Regions from separate parts of the Sus scrofa genome. Here regions 1 and 2 are each linked to region 3. The links are chromatin contacts, called in public Hi-C and HiChIP or PLAC-seq maps. All regions are on one chromosome and are shown on one strand. The core of a region is the stretch at or near the end of the contact, and the rest is flanking DNA. Distances in the headings are between cores, read along the strand shown. Region 1 holds the start of ZC3H7B (zinc finger CCCH domain-containing protein 7B). Region 2 holds the start of TEF (thyrotroph embryonic factor). Region 3 holds the start of XPNPEP3 (probable Xaa-Pro aminopeptidase 3).

The links. A called contact is a pair of places that touch in the nucleus more often than the background predicts. HiChIP or PLAC-seq counts read pairs in DNA pulled down with a chosen protein or histone mark.
Region 1: an H3K27ac HiChIP or PLAC-seq map of alveolar macrophages shows a contact between it and region 3. The contact joins the promoter of ZC3H7B here to the promoter of XPNPEP3 in region 3. A contact is called at or near these places in 1 of 5 promoter capture datasets (liver), 1 of 47 Hi-C or Micro-C datasets (liver) and 1 of 2 datasets of contacts at active chromatin or transcription factors (alveolar macrophages).
Region 2: a Hi-C map of liver shows a contact between it and region 3, with 5 times the contacts expected there. The contact joins the promoter of TEF here to the promoter of XPNPEP3 in region 3. A contact is called at or near these places in 1 of 47 Hi-C or Micro-C datasets (liver) and 1 of 2 datasets of contacts at active chromatin or transcription factors (alveolar macrophages).

What each region holds. Positions count from the first base shown.
Region 1 is chr5:7,200,041-7,202,969 of Sscrofa11.1, reverse strand. ZC3H7B (zinc finger CCCH domain-containing protein 7B) reads left to right here and starts at 1,541. Exons shown (of 23, transcript XM_021091458.1): 1 at 1,541-2,133. LOC110260635 (a long non-coding RNA gene) reads right to left here and starts at 1,407. Exons shown (of 2, transcript XR_002343885.1): 1 at 1,283-1,407.
Region 2 is chr5:7,133,704-7,136,770 of Sscrofa11.1, reverse strand. TEF (thyrotroph embryonic factor) reads left to right here and starts at 1,600. Exons shown (of 5, transcript XM_021091460.1): 1 at 1,600-2,357. The coding sequence starts at 2,201.
Region 3 is chr5:7,581,354-7,584,553 of Sscrofa11.1, reverse strand. It overlaps XPNPEP3 (probable Xaa-Pro aminopeptidase 3), which reads left to right and starts at 1,573. Exons shown (of 8, transcript XM_021091468.1): 1 at 1,573-1,755. The coding sequence starts at 1,692. It overlaps ST13 (hsc70-interacting protein), which reads right to left and starts at 1,480. Exons shown (of 12, transcript XM_003481531.4): 1 at 949-1,480. The coding sequence starts at 1,058.

The DNA of each region.
Region 1 (2,929 bases), core at 292-2,791, 380 kb after region 3:
TCCTTTTTTCTTTTTTTAGGGCTGCACCTGTGGCATATGGAGGTTCCCAGGCTCAGGGGGTTGAATCGTAGCTGTATCTACTGACCTACACCACAGCAACACCAGATCCGAGCTTGCGCCACAGCTCATGGCAACACCGGATCCTTAACCCACTGAGCGAGGCCAAAGATTGAACCTGTGTCCTCATGGATGCTAGTCAGATTCATTTCCACTGAGCCTCGACTAGAACTCCCCATCCTCTTTTAAGGATGTGTGTTATTCCGCTGGCAACCCAGGATGGAGGAATCACCACAATGTTTACCAGCTAGTTCACTTGAGGCAAGGTGCGGTAGTCTAGGGAGTTCCCATTGTGGCGCAGTGGAAACAAATCCAACTAGGAACCATGAGGTTGTAGGTTCGATCCCTGGCCTTTCAGCGGGTTAAGGATCTGGTGCTGCCATGAGCTGTGGTGTAGGTCACAGACACAGCTCGGATCTGGTGTTGCTATGGCTGTGGTGTAGGCCAGCGGCAAACAGCTCCGATCTGACCCCTAGCCTGGGAACCTCCATATGCCACAGGTGCAGCCCTAAAATAAACAATAAAAAAAAAATTGAAAAAAAAATCTTAGTGTAGTGAAGGGAGGAGGAGTTTGAGAAATTCTGACAGTGCAGGTGCATTTTTTTCCCCCTTTCCAAGGCTCCCTTAAAGTAGATGATGAAAAGTAGAGGACGCCATGGGAAGGATACTCTGGAGTTAGAACTGCCACCTTGGACAAGTCACCTAATCTCCAAGCCTCAGCTCTTCATCTGCACACAGGCATGCTAAAACCCACCTTCCAGGGAGTTTCCATCGTGGCACAGCGGGAACGAATCTGACTAGCATCCACGCGGATGTGGGTTTTATCCCTGGCCTCACTCAGTGGGTCAGGGATCTGGCGTTGCTGTGGCTGTGGTGTAGGCCGGCAGCTGAAGCTCTGATTCGACCCCTAGCCTGGGAACTTCCATATGCCCTGGGTGCGGCCCTGAAAAAAAAAAAAAAATCAAAACAACCCCCAAACCATCTTCCAGGATTATGGTGAGAATTAAATAAGTAAACTGAGCTAGTTTCCTGTTCTTCCCAGCATTGATCACAGTGTGTTTAAAATTTGTCTCAGCATGTATCTCCAGTTCCTAGGGTTTTGTCTGGCACAAACGTAGAAAAGAGAACATTTGTAAAAATAAATCTGCTAGGCTCACAGCAGATCTTTAATACATTAATGTACACACACACATACATATATGTACATACATGCACATATACATACATGAGTGTAAAATGAAGAGGAGCCAGAACTCTCTCAGGAATCAATGGACCAGCGGTGGGAGGGTGGGATGACACCGTATTTGGAATCTGAAGCTCTGTATTCGAATCCAACCTGGACCTGGCCAGCTCTGCGGCAGTGCCAGGGGATGCTTGGAGCTGGTTTCTCTTTCCTTGATCTCCCCTTACCTTCTGGGTCTTCTAAGCAGTCTCAAATCTTTTCGGGAAAGCCTGTACAACAGCCGAAGGCGGTCCCGATGCCTCTCTGAGCCTTCGGTCCTCGTCTTTGGACCGAAGGCAACTAGGCTTTGGGGATGCCGTCAATGAAAGCATCTGGAGACCCGGGGGCTTTTTACCCACAGGAGGCAGGGCGGAGGCGCTGCCTTAGACCAGCATCCGCCCCGAAATGCAGAATTGCCAAAAGAAAAGCCCTAAGAGGGAAGGCCACTTTCAAAGAAAATAAAGGTGCATGCCAGGCATGAGCTTGCCACGGGGAAGGGGGACTTCCCCGCCCCCTCCGCCCCCAGGTGCGCAGCCCGCGCCGCCCACCCCCGGCGCCAGGCGAGGGGAGCCGCGCTCTAGGACCCGAGGAGGAAGAACTGCAGGGAGACGGTGCCTCCAGCGGGTGCTGCCGCGAGCGGCCGGCCGAGGGGGCTGGAAATGAAAGTAAAGCGCTCCGGAGCCACATGGACGGAGCTGCCGGGGCGGCGGCGCCGGGAGCAGGATGCGGCCGCCCGTAATTAAATAGCATTTACTCTTATTATTACTAATAATAATAACGTAATCATACCTCTAGTCATAGCATACCATTTATCGGGCTCGGCGCAGGCCCGCGGGGAGCGCAGCCCGGCCGAGGTGAGTGCTGTGTGCGGCCCGAGCCCCGCGGGGCAGAGGCCGGGGCCCGACTGCGAACTGGCGGCGGGCGCGGGAGGGCTCGGGGCGCCCGGGGACCGCGCGGGGCCGGGAGGAGGCGCGGGAAAACCTTGGCCAGGCCGGAGCTGCGCGGGGCCACCCGGAAAGTGGATTTTGCGAAAATAAAGAAACAGCTCCCCAATCCCGCTTTCCTCCTTTTTGGGGCTCCCCCTCCCTGCCCCCGTGCCCTGCCCCGAAGTTTCAAAGTTATCGTGCGGCCGGGGGCACCTGCCGCTGGGTGGTTTGGCCGCCTCGGCAACCCCCCCCCGCGCGGGGGGGCTTGGAATGTTCTTGAGCGCGGTGGGGGGTTCTCTCCTTCGCGTCCGGAGCTTTGGGGTGCGCGGATACTTTGAGGGTCCCCGCTATGGGGGTCGAGGGCGTTGGCTGGGGGGGGGTCGCTGGCCGCGCGCTCCTTCCTTTTGTGTGCGCCTTGGCCCGGCAGCGCGGGGAGTTGGAGGGACCGCAGCGCGGGCCGAGGACCGCGGCCGCCGACGGGCTGCCCCTGCCGGCTGCAGCGGCCACTCGAGCCCGGGGATCCGGGGCCTGTGGCCGGGCCCCAGGGAGGGGGCAGCAGGAAAGGGGGGCGCGGTCTGAGTAGGGGGGCATTTCCGGTCGCAGGAGCGGTCCCTGGGCTGGGAGGCTAGCGAGGGGTCCGTCGTGCGGTCAGGAACGAGCTGCGAGGGACAGCTCCAGTGCCTGGGGGGCGCCCCCGGAGATGGGTGCGCGGGAGCCACCCACC
Region 2 (3,067 bases), core at 351-2,850, 450 kb after region 3:
CTCTCCACAACCAAACTAGTTATTTTTAAAGCTTCCAACATTGTTTTAATCAGTTTCCTTGGACTGCCCTCTGAAATTTATTTCTAAAAACCTCTAGGTCAGTTTATTCTAGAGATGTCTTAGTTTAGCCACATACAGAATTCCCGCTAACAACAACTGAGTTCTGTGCACAATTTAGTACTTTCGCTCAACAGGGAGTGACATGGGCACCAACCTGCCTGTAGGATAACGGATACACCAAGCCATGAACTTGTACCCATGGGTGTTAGTAAAGCTATGGTCATTACCATTTGTTGCATTTACACTAACTGGCTAACGGAAGCCTGGGAAGGTAAATCCTGCCCTATCTCCATCTGACATAAACCAAGGAGGCCTGGAGAGATGAAGCAATTGGTGGGAGGTATCAGATTCAGAAAATAACTGACATCTAATGAGCATGGCCGGGAGACCTTGATTTCTGGAGTCAGATGCCACCACCCTGGCTTGACCATCACCCAGAGTTTCTTCAAACCTCTTGCTTTCCAGGCCTGCTCAGGGGCCCAAGCGCTTTTTTCCTCCTCAGTGCCCAGCAAAGTTCTCATTATACCAGCCTGACCACTTTCAGCTAGCTGGGTGTTGCTGTCAGCACCTACCCCGTGAACCAAGGACTGGGCTCTGCCATTCCCCAGCCCGGCTACTGGAAGGCGCGAGTCACAGGCAGGATACAGGATAAACAAGCCAAAGTCCCTGCCCTGTCAGGCACGGAGAGTCTACACTGAGTTCAAGGCAGAGTATGAATTGTGCTATCAAGAGGTACAAAGTCCTGGTGCCGCTAGGAGCAGCTTCCTGAAAGGTCCCCACATCTGTGGACCCCGCTCACGTTCTCCATTTTCCCGGTTTCCTGAGGAACTCCCAGGAAGTATTTATATTTTGAGAGGCGGTGGTTCTCCCACGAGGTGTGTACTCTGTAGATTGAGTGAAGGAGTTTTATTTTTTTCCCTGTAGAAAAAGCCAAGGTCCTCAAGAGAAACAGGCTTTCAGAGCCGTTTAGGACTTTAGAGATTATCTAGCCCAACCCCGAAATTTTATGGGCGAGAAAAGAGGCTCCGGGAAGCAACTGGACTTTCCCAAGGTCACAAGCTAGTAAGTTGGGAGGACAGAAGCGTGCACTCCGGCTCCGGCTCAGGGCCGCGCCCTTCCTCTCCACCACCCCGCCCCGACCTCAAGAATGCTCCTCCACGCTCGTGTTTATTTGGCCGCCACGCCCGCGCCAGAAACCCGGGATCCGCGGGGAACCTGACACCCGCTTCAGCGGCAGCCAAGCCTGTTCCGGCTGTCCCTACGATGGGCAGGCCGCCGTCCCCGGCCCTGCCCTCAGCCAACCTCCGGGTCGGCGGGGTAAGGGCTGGGCTCTGCGTCCAGGTCCCACGACCCTGGACAGAGTCCCCGCAACCAAAAGAACCGGCCCTCCCCTCCCCGCCGCAACCCCGCACGTGCTGTGCCTCGTGCACCGCCCCGGGTCCCGCCCCCGCCCTCCATTGGCTGTTTCGCGCCCTCCACCTCTTTCCCCTCCCCCTGCAACTGGACTCGGCTGTGGCTCCACGTGACCCGCGGAGTTGGGGACGGCCGCGTGGCCCCGGGGGGCTCTCTGATAGGCTCCCCCCGCCGGCATGGCCGCTCCCAGCTCCGCCTCCCTTCAGTGGCGCGTCCGGAAAGTGGAGAGGTTGGGGTGCGAGGGGAGAGCGGTAACGGTGGTCCGAGAGGAGGAGGGGTATTATGAGCAGGGAGGCGAAGGTGAAACCTTGGGTAGAGGGGAAGGGGCTGTAGCCGAAAAGGGCCTAAGACCCTGACTCTACCAGGCGCCAATCAGGTGACACAGAGGCAGATGGGGCGGGGCCTTCGGCCCTTCTCCTCACCTGGCCCCGCACGTGTCTCGTTTATCCGGGCGGCCTAACCAATCACGGCCGGGACGGCTGTGCCTGCCCCCCTCTCAAGGCGGACCAATCCAAGGCCGCCATCCGGGGAAGCTGGCCTGGACTCATAAATAATTAATATGCCAGAGCCAGTCCGCAGGCGGGGTAGGGATGGAGGGAGGCGGGGGTGCCCCCGGGAGCCTGCGCAGTAGCCGCCCGTGTCGGCAGCTGCGGCGGGTCGCACGGCTCCGTCCCATCTCGGGGGGCGGGCGGGGGAGGCGAGGCGCGCGAGCAGAGCGCGGGGCACGATGTCCGACGCGGGCGGCGGAAAGAAGCCGCCTGTAGAGCCGCAGGCGGGGCCGGGCCCGGGGCCGGGGCGCGCAGCTGGGGAAAGGGGCCTGCCAGGCTCCTTCCCGCTGGTCCTGAAGAAGCTGATGGAGAACCCCCCGCGCGGGGCGCGCCTCGGTGAGGGGGGGGAGGGTCCGCGCGCGCCTGGGGGCGGGGTTTCTGCAAGGGCGGGGCTATGTGAGGGCGGGGCCGGGGAGGTCGGAGGTCAGGGTGAAGTGGTCCAGCAGAGGGGGATGGGACCAGGGATGACAAGGGCCCTGGAGGGCGAGACAGAGGGATTGGGAAGAGAAGGTCAGGGGCGAGTTGAGCGAGGCTGGGTCAGATAGGGGTTGGCGGGGAGGGGTCAGGAGGGAGAGGGTAGGGTGGGAGTCGGGGTGAGGAGGTTCCTTTGGGCGGCCTCGAGTGTATGCAACGCGTAGGGGTTACTGAGGAGGCTGATGGGGGTCGCAGCAGCCACTTAAATGACGCTCGAGGGCGCCTTCTCTGGAACGCCTGAATCAGGATCACTTGGGATGCTTGTTTAGAATGCCGATTCCTGGGCCTCACCTTTCACCCACTGAATCTGCGGCTCCTGGGACAGGAATCTGCATTTTTAGGAACACCCCACCCCACCTCTGTGATTCCAAAGTCCACTGAAGTTTGAGATACCCTGATAGACAGTAGCGAATTGTCTTTATATATGGGCTTTCTCTCTGGGGATGAGGACCTGTCTTCTTCCCCTCCAGTGAGTATTCCCAGTTACTAGGTAGGTACTCGCTGGAGGTTTTCTGGAAATGAATTTCAGGGCTGCTGCTGAGGTGGGGGAGGAGTGTCAGGAGAAGGGATGG
Region 3 (3,200 bases), core at 324-2,823:
AAATAAACAGATCATTTAGGGTAGTACCTTTTAGGGCTCACATTGTTTTGCAATGTCGCTATTTATCACTGCGCGGTGCAACTAGTATGTCACCTCTCAAAATTCCTCACGTAGTAGTGAATTTTAAAAATCACTTCGGGAAAGATTTCCCTTTCTCCCTTAAATTCCTCCACAAAACGCAGAATACTAATCTCTATTACACGCTACATATCAAAACGAATTTTTGTATTTATTCATCTGTATCCCTAAATAGATTGTACTTATACTGTTTCCTCGCTAGCATTTGGCACAACGCCTGTTCAGTTAATTCCATGCACGTAGCGACGTACTCTGGAGTTAAAGATAACAAGAACAGATCGTGTTAACACGCGGGTCCTCGAAAAATCATTTTTCTTAAAGTGCCTGAAGTGATGGTACTGCCACTAATCAGATATAAAAAGCGATTCCCAAAATGATTCTACGCCCTTAAAGTCGTTGTAAATGTAATCAAAGCTAGGTATCATTTTTACAACACTTTTAAAGACACAGTGCGTAAGGGAGTTGTTTTGTGTCACTGCGACCTAAGCAGGACACCAGATTTCAAGAAAAACAACTCCACGCGAAAGCCGAGTCTCGCAGCTCGCGCCCCTCCCCCTCACGTCTTCCGTGTCCAAGTCCCCGCAATCGCCTGCATCTCGCCCAAGACACACCCCCGGCGGCCTCCGGGGGCAAGGAACGCAGCTGGGCCTCTGCCTTCCCTGCCTCTCAACTACCTAAGCTCCCCGATCCCCCACTGGACCCTCGAGGGCGCCTAGCTTTCCCGGCCACGGAGCGAGCCACAAAGCGAAGGCGACGCCACTGGCCTCGCCACCGAGCTCCAGGCTCCGCCGCCCCGCGCCAGCTCCCGCCTAGCTCCCCCTCCGGCCGTCCCTCTTCCCACCCCCAACGGTCCTCAGGCCCGGGTCTCACCTCTCCACCCACTCCCTCAGGAAGCGCATTTCCTCGGTGTGCAGAACGCTCGGGTCCTGCTTACACATTTTCACGAAGGCTCGAAGTTCGCTCACTTTGCGGGGGTCCATGGTCCGGGCGCGGCGGGAGGCGGCGGGCTCGGCGGTGGCTGTGGCCCGATTCCAGGCCCGGGCGCTGGCTCAGCGTGGCGTAAAGGGGGCGGCTGCCGCGAGGCAGAACAGACTAGAACCTCCCCGGCCGCTGGCTCCGCCCACCCAACGGTCTCGTGACCCCGGGTCCTTCGCCCGTTCATTCCTGCTCCCTTTACCTCTGCCCTGCGCACTAGCTAGAACATTCTAGAAGTGTGGCTGTTCGTGCGGTGCCTGCCTTTGCACGCACGCATTCTTACAGCCTTAACTCAGAACCACAGCTCTGCATGGTTAAGTCCCCAGCCGTGCTTTCAAGGAGGGCAGGACCTCTCGGCCCCTGCAGGGAGCCATTTAGAACAGGACATTCTGTGAGTGTGGCCACTAAATGTAACACGACGTCATGACGCCCAAAGGGCTCTCCGGCCGGAGCAGTGGTCACAGCTCCGCACGTGACGTCAACATTGGGCGCCGCCGCGGGAGGAAAGCCCGGCGAGCGGCGCCGGCCGGAAGGGGAGGGGCGCTTGGCCGAGGTTTCCTGGCGACGCAGCCCTGCGGGGCGCCGCTTCTACGGCTGTTTTTTTTTCCTTTTCTCCCAGGTCCGTGTGCGTGGCAGTCATGCCTTGGTTGCTCTCAGCAACTAAGCTTGTTCCCGCCGTAGCAAGCGCCCGCAGCCTCTCAGGTTAGACTCACCTCCCACAGTGTCCCCTCCAAGGCTTGCTCGCTGAGAAGCCTGAGGCGCACCAGAGGGAACCACGTCGATCTCGGGAGATTCCTGGTTCGGCGGACCCTTCTCCTGCTGGGGCCTCCACTCCCAGACCCTCTGTGCGCTCCTGGGATTTCTTCTCTACCTGCTGCTTCTGGAAAAGGGTGGGCCTTGTGTTCGCTCTACCGTTGAGGTATTCGGGGAGGTTGAAATGATTGCAGAGAGAAAAGCGTGCCCTGTCTTCCCGCAGGGGCTGTCTTCACAGTAACTTGGACTCATGGAAGTTGTAGCAGGTATCACACTTGCTCAGGTGTCAAAGTGTCTCACATCGAGTGACTCTCGTTTCTATTAAGTGAACGTAAGATTGTATTTTCGTGTTTTCAAAGATTTAACAGCTCCAGAATGGACAAGAAACGAATGTTTGCTAATACAAATTCTTTTGAGTAGTTCCCTGTCAGAGATACTCGTGAGGCTTTTTATGTCTGGAAGCCTTGCTTGTTAAGGCCAGATGGAGTAGTCCGGGAATATGGGGGCCATTTTTTTAGGGTGTACTCTGTCACGAACAATTAAAGTTCTTTGCCTTTACTTGTGACTTTTGCATTTGTTGAGGCTTTGTGTAAAACGTGATTAATCAAGGTTTAGGGCAAGGTACTGTATTTGGTACACACCAAAGTATTCATAATGCTTCGTTTTGCTTCAGCAGTATAAATAACTTTAACCACCTCTTAATGTTAATATAATATACATAGATAGGCTTTTTGAATGAGTGAATGATGAATGATCCTCTTGGATCGTTGCAATTCCAATAAGTTAGAGCAAATACCATTTTACCGATGGGGAACTGAAACTAACACAGTAACAAGTAAGAAGTCAGGAATGTTAGTTGTATGATTGCCATCTAGACCTTTTGCTGTTATACCTCTACTTGGTCTTACTCTGGCTTAGTAGAGCCCTTTTGGAACTTTTTTTTGGGGGGGGGTGTCTTTTTGGAGCCACACCCATGGCATATGGAAGTTCCTAAGCTAGGGGTCTAATCAGAGCTGCAGCTGCCGGCCTATGCCACAGCCACAGCAACTCGGGATCTGATCTGCGTCTGCGACCTACACCACAGCTCACAGCAATGCTGGGTCCCTAATCCACTGAGCAAGGCCAGGGATTGACCCTTCATCCCCATGGATGCTAGTCAGATTCGTTTCTGCTGAGCTACTCCATCTTTTGGAACTTTTTAGTAAGCCAGAAAGAATGTATCTTCAGTTAACAACTTTTTAGTCGTCATTGTGGATGAATCTCCACTTCACTAGAGTTGCTCTCAGTCCAGGTAGATGTTAGAAAAGCAACGGATAAATAAGAATATAGCAAAGGATGATAATAGTGTCTTGACTCAAGTGACATGGGGGCTCAAGCAAGGCAGTAATGGGTTG